Linked DNA regions of Rattus norvegicus: region 1 is linked to region 2. Evidence: chromatin contacts called from public Hi-C data. All regions are on one chromosome and are shown on one strand. Each heading gives the region's core, a stretch centred on a gene start, on an enhancer-like site or on the middle of the called end of the contact. The rest is flanking DNA. Distances are from core to core; before and after follow the strand shown. Region 1 holds the start of Ngf (nerve growth factor). Region 2 has its middle 64 kb from the start of Ngf.

The links. Hi-C and Micro-C count contacts between places; a contact is called where the count stands out from the background.
Region 1: a contact with region 2 is called in a Hi-C map of Schwann cells, with 2.6 times the contacts expected there. The contact joins the promoter of Ngf here to the enhancer-like site in region 2. A contact is called at or near these places in 2 of 12 Hi-C or Micro-C datasets (the A7r5 cell line and Schwann cells).

What each region holds. Positions count from the first base shown.
Region 1 is chr2:192,588,146-192,590,845 of GRCr8, forward strand. It overlaps Ngf (nerve growth factor), which reads left to right and starts at 1,435. Exons shown (of 3, transcript NM_001277055.1): 1 at 1,435-1,467.
Region 2 is chr2:192,523,904-192,526,603 of GRCr8, forward strand. No RefSeq gene overlaps it. Among named protein-coding and RNA genes, the nearest start is that of Ngf, 64 kb to the right of the region's middle. Within about 2 kb of position 1,443, at least 3 of the 93 cell types and tissues checked have an H3K27ac peak or open chromatin away from gene starts, as enhancers often do. A contact at or near this core is called in Schwann cells, where this site is marked.

The DNA of each region.
Region 1 (2,700 bases), core at 185-2,684, 64 kb after region 2:
GGAATGATGGTAGGCATGGGGACAAAGTCAAAGTCAGAGAGAAGATGAAATCCAGAGGGCTGCAAATACATCAATAGATCCTCTCCTTCCCCAGTGACCTTCAATAGGGAAAAAGGACACCTGGGCCTCACTCCATCCCAACTTCAGGGAACATGATCTTGCCTGTACTACTGGTGTCACCGGCAGTAGGGAGACTTAGTACCTCACCCTCCCTCTGTCACTCACTCTCCTGTATCCATTCCTTCCTGTGGCATTCACCGGGGTAGGGGTGGGGCATATAACATGTCATTCCAAAGGAAGAAAATCATTTTACACAGGGGTGTGTGTGTGCGTGTGTGTGTGTGTGTGTGTGTCAAAAGTCCATAGAACTTGATTACAATTGTTCCTGTACATTTGGTGAAAAATCTGCCTTGAGTTTTATTTCTGCCTTGTTGGTTTGAGGCTGAGGTGGAAACACCCTAGGGAAACAGGCAATGGCCCCATCCGCTCCTGAATCTATCAGGTCCAAGAAATTCTGGAGGTCCAGCTGGGGACCCCACAGCAAGTAAGTAAGTAGACAAAAGGGATGAAAGGGAATTGAGGAGCAGCCTATGGTGGGACAGAAGGCTTGGCCTTCTACTGGGTGTGACTTAAAAACTGACAGAAACCCTGGGACTCCAGATCCTGACAAATGTAGGAAGGGCACACAGACACAGCTCCATCTTCAACATCCAAGGGGCCGGATCTCCTGGGAGGCTCCTGCAGTCCCAAGCCTTAAGACTGGCGGCAGGAGTGGGAGTTGGGGGTACTCTGGACACCAAAGACCCTGTTCCTTAGATCCCAGGCAGATCCACTGTCTGGACATTTTAGTTAATTTTGCCTTTGCCTGGTTTCAGAGCAACCCCTGGCACTGGCCAATCCAGGAGCTTCCTGGGTGTGTTCCTTCAGCTCTCAGATTTACAGGGATAGTAACACCTGATGTCCTGGCCACCAAAGGAGAATAAGTCACCCCTAGGAAGCTAGCAAGGCAGTAAGACAGGGCAGGAGGTAAAGGGACACAGCCAATCAACTCCTGCTTGGCCAGTCTGTCCATTGGTATCTGGAGCCAGCTACCTTGCCTGCTGCCCTAGAAGTCCTCTCTAGATCTGGGACCCCCCACCCCCCACCACATGTATTTCCATCTAAACCTGGGGTTTTGAGTTCTTCTCTGATTAGCTTTTCCTGGCTAGGTTCCACAGGCTCTCCTGGAGCTATCCATCCCGTGTCCCAGGACCCCTACAACCCGGACCCCCTGGGTCCAGTCACAGCAGGTGCCCGGCTGGGATGAGGATTGACCAGAGAGGGAGGGGTCGGGTGGGTGGGGGGCAGGATTTGAAGAGGGTGTGACTCGAGCCTGGAGGAGGGGCTAAATACATCCAGGAAGCCTGTTAAAGAAGCTCTGTGCTCCAGCGCGGCAGAGAGCGCCTGGAGCCGAAGGGGAGCGCATCGGTGAGTCAGGCTGCTCTGAGCCGAGCCCCATAAGGGTGCAGCGCGGTGCGGCGGACTGGGGTTGCTGGGCTCCCAGGGACGGTGTGCTTGGTTCTCTGTCTGGCGAGATTTTTGTAGGTCGAAACGCACCCTTGAAAGAAGTGTCCCGAGTAGATGAAGGAACACGAGATCGCGGGCACGCAAGGGAGGAAAAGGGAGTGAGGGTCTCTCTGGTCGTGAAATTCCCTGTCCCAGGATGACCAGGAGTCCCAAAGTCAACACTGGCGCCTGCAGAAGCTGCACTGCCCAGCCTGAGCTCTCGGGCTAGAAGGGGACAGCGCTCAAGAGAGCCTGGAGTGAGGGATGCGCGCGCGCTGCGAGCGCGCTAGGGTGGCGGAGCAGTAGCCCGCGCGGTGGAGGGCGAGTGCACAGCACGTCGGCTGGGGAGTGCTCAGAGTCCCGAGAGTGCCACGCTGCCCCTAGGTAAGAGGACCAGTCGCCGCGGTCACACTGGGCTCAGTGTTTGTAGCAGGGCCCAGAGTGGGTGCCAAGGGTTGATTCTGGAAGGTTGGGTTCCAAGTGACGAGCACAGAGGCCCTCGGTGGGGCCTGCTGGGCATCTCAACGTATAGCCTTACTGCTTGGGTCAGCCAGTACATTCAGCTGTCTGCTGCCAGGTGTGGCAGAGGCTGGCACCCGGGACTGGGAAGGGCAGCGGGCGCTCTTGGGTTCAGGCAGAGAAGCTGAAGGGAAGGGAGAGAGGACTCTGGGGTCAGGGTGTTGCAACTTGAAGCCAACATAAACATAGGGCTTAGTTAGCCCCGTTTGATTACAATGCTCTTGCTTTTCTAAAACTTTCTGAGATTCATAAGGAAGGTGGTTTTTGGCTTGACCTTTCTCATCAGGTTTACTTCAGAGATTTAAGAAGAGCCTGCTTGTTAGGCTGGTTTTTCCAAGTTGTTCCAGGCTGGAAGTTGTAGCAGTTTGAAGGATAATTTATGGGTGTTTCATGCGTTAAAGTGTATTACAGCAAAGTCTTTTGGGTGCTGTGGGTATTAAGGAAAACTCAGTGCACGTTCCCAGCTGCAGACCAAAAATACTGCTCTCCTGGGTGCCTCTGCCCCAGCTATCACAGGAGGCCAGTGGAAACCCTGGAGAAAAGGCACTTGATGTGTTGCCGTCCATTCTCCCTGAGTACTCTCTCTGGCAGTACCAGTCCACTCTCCCCATAGGCAGGGTCAGCTGAACTTTGAAA
Region 2 (2,700 bases), core at 193-2,692:
GAAATGACCTCCTCAGGCCCTTGTTTTGAACTCCTGACCCTCTCTCTGCTGGTGATAGTAACATGGGATGTTCTGGAACCTTAGGAGACAGACCATACCAGGACCAAGCATGCTAATGTCTGCTGAATTCTTAACCTGCCTTTAGCATCCTGCCAGGATGTGAACCGTCTCCACTCCTGCCACCATGACTGTCTCTCTGCCAAGCCCACCCTGACTTGGAGGAATAGAGCCTTCCGAACCCAGGAGCCAAAATAAAAACCCATCCTCTAAGTTATTTGCTTTGTCACAGTGATATAAGTGTTCTAACACTGGGCCATGGAGCAGATAGAGTTTTCTAGGTAGACTGAGAAAGGCTTAAAACTGCCTGCTCAGCCCTGGCCATCTCACTAAGGTTCCTTCAACTCTTCATCCTGTCCCACGTGCTCTGAGAAAGATCTCTTCTAAGGACCATTTGCTGTCTTCAGTGCTGAAATCAGGGACCGTTCCCCCTCCCACCAAAAAACAAAAACAAGAACAAAACAAAAAAGCCAAAAACAATAAAAACAAAACAAAAAACCAAACCAAAACAACAACCAAAAAACAAACAAACAAACAAACAAAAAAACAAAACAAAAAAAGCCAACCAAACAAAAACCCAAAAAAAACCAAAAAACTCCAGACTGGAACTGAAACAGAAGCAGAGAACTCCCATCAGTAGGAAAAACATGACGGCTAAAGGGGGGGCTAGGTTAGCTAGCTGCACCCTTACTTAAAGGCATACACAGTCATCCTAGCAATTTAACTGTGAACTGTATTCTCTTACATAAACAATGAGGTAGTATCCCATGATGCCACTGGGAAATGCATTAAAAACGAGCTCTTTGGGAAAAGAAAGTGTACTTCTTGGTGGCATTCATTGATTTCCTCAGAATAACACTCTCAGCCTGGTCCATTTTAAAGAAACCTTAGTGAAATGATCACACAGGAAGTTAGGACAAAAAGTGAGCGATCCCTTTCACCAGCTAGTGCTACCTGGGAGCAGCCTGGTGTTGGGGAAGTCCAGGAACAGCTGTCGTTTTTTTTAGGTTCGCATAGAGGAAGAAAAGTCAGTCTCTTTTAAGTTAACAAAGAATGGAGAAAGGAGGCAGGATGCAAGGATTTGTAGCAAAGGCTGTATTGCAGCATGGTGAGTACCTCTGAGTGTGGCATGTGTAACCGGGGATGCATTGAGGGAAAGACAGGCCAGCTTGGATGAAAAGTTTCAATGTAATAGCCTAAGCGTTCTTTCAAGATGGCTAGTTACAAAACAGGAAGGTTTTTCTTCAATTGAACTCCGGTTTTTTTTTTTGAAAAGTTGTTTCAAATAATCTGTTGATTACAACAGTCAGTGTAATAGGAGATGAGCTAGCCACTCTCTTAGGAGCCAAGATCAATAGGCTACTATTACAGAAAATGGCCCCACAACGGAGTACAGCCAAGCAAACAGAACAGGGAATTTCAGACCGAGAATGTCAAAGGTCATGCGTGTAGAGGAAATGGAGACTGCGGAAAGGCTAAGAGTGAGGCATTAGTTTGCGTCAAGTAAGAACTCTGTAAGAAGGACTATTTATTAACTCATCTACCCGAACTCTGCATGTCCTTTGTGGCATCCAGAGGCAATTCAAAGTACTGCCCCAAGGCAGGAAGTTTGTTATTGCTAATGTGAACGCAGAGAGATTCCAGCTCTCAATAAATATTTACTGAGAGACATCTTGGCCCAAGATGTGGGTAAATCTTTACTTCACCCACAGTACCCCACAGCTAAGTATCTGCACGGCACCTGCTCTGGCTTTCCCCCGAAGGCCGAGAGAGCGATGTGTCTACGGACTTCCAGCCAGCTCTGGTTCTGCTTTGTGACAGAGAAGGAAGGTTCTCAAACACCATTTCTCTGTTTCTTTTTCTCTTTCATGGGAGTTTTATTTTGGGGCTTCTGTAATTCATTTAAGCATTTATGTTTGATTTAACTATATTTAGACATATAATTTAACTGGAAGTAAACATAAAAATACGACAAATATAAGTGTAACTAATTTAACTATTTTGTAACATGAACTTGCACTAGAGGCCCCTGGGTAAACGAGTTCTTTAAAATTAAGCCAGAAAAAAAAAAAGGTTGCAGTAAATCAGAAGCATAAGATGAGTATCTTCTCTAAGTTCCCACTTTTTAAAAACAGAGTTTGGTTGTTTTTTTTTTTAACTATGGGAAAAATGCTAATTTTCTTGCATAGGAAACTTTAACAATCCTATTACAGCCAACAGTGAAAATGGTTTTGTAGTGTAACTACTTTAAGAATATTGAAATAAAAACCCACTGGTAGCATCAAGTGTCTGCTAAAGTATACAGATAATTAGAGAAGAAAAGTTCTCAGGACAGGCAGAAATAAGAACATGAAGACAGTTTGTTATGTAAGTCTTCACTTTGCTGCCTGGTCTTAGTGACTAGCCTGGTTCTTTTTGAGTTCTTTCAACAGCGTTGGACCAGAGTAAAACTGCCCCTGCCAAAGGTCAGCTTCCCCAGCCTAAGAAAATGTCCAGCAGATAAGGCTAGCCAACAAAACAAAACAAAACAAACAAAAACCAAAACAAAACAAAAAACAAACAAAAAAGCACTGTCTTCCAAATATATAAACAAGTATATTTGGGGATTTATTTTAATTTTTAAAATGTGTGTGATTCTGTGTG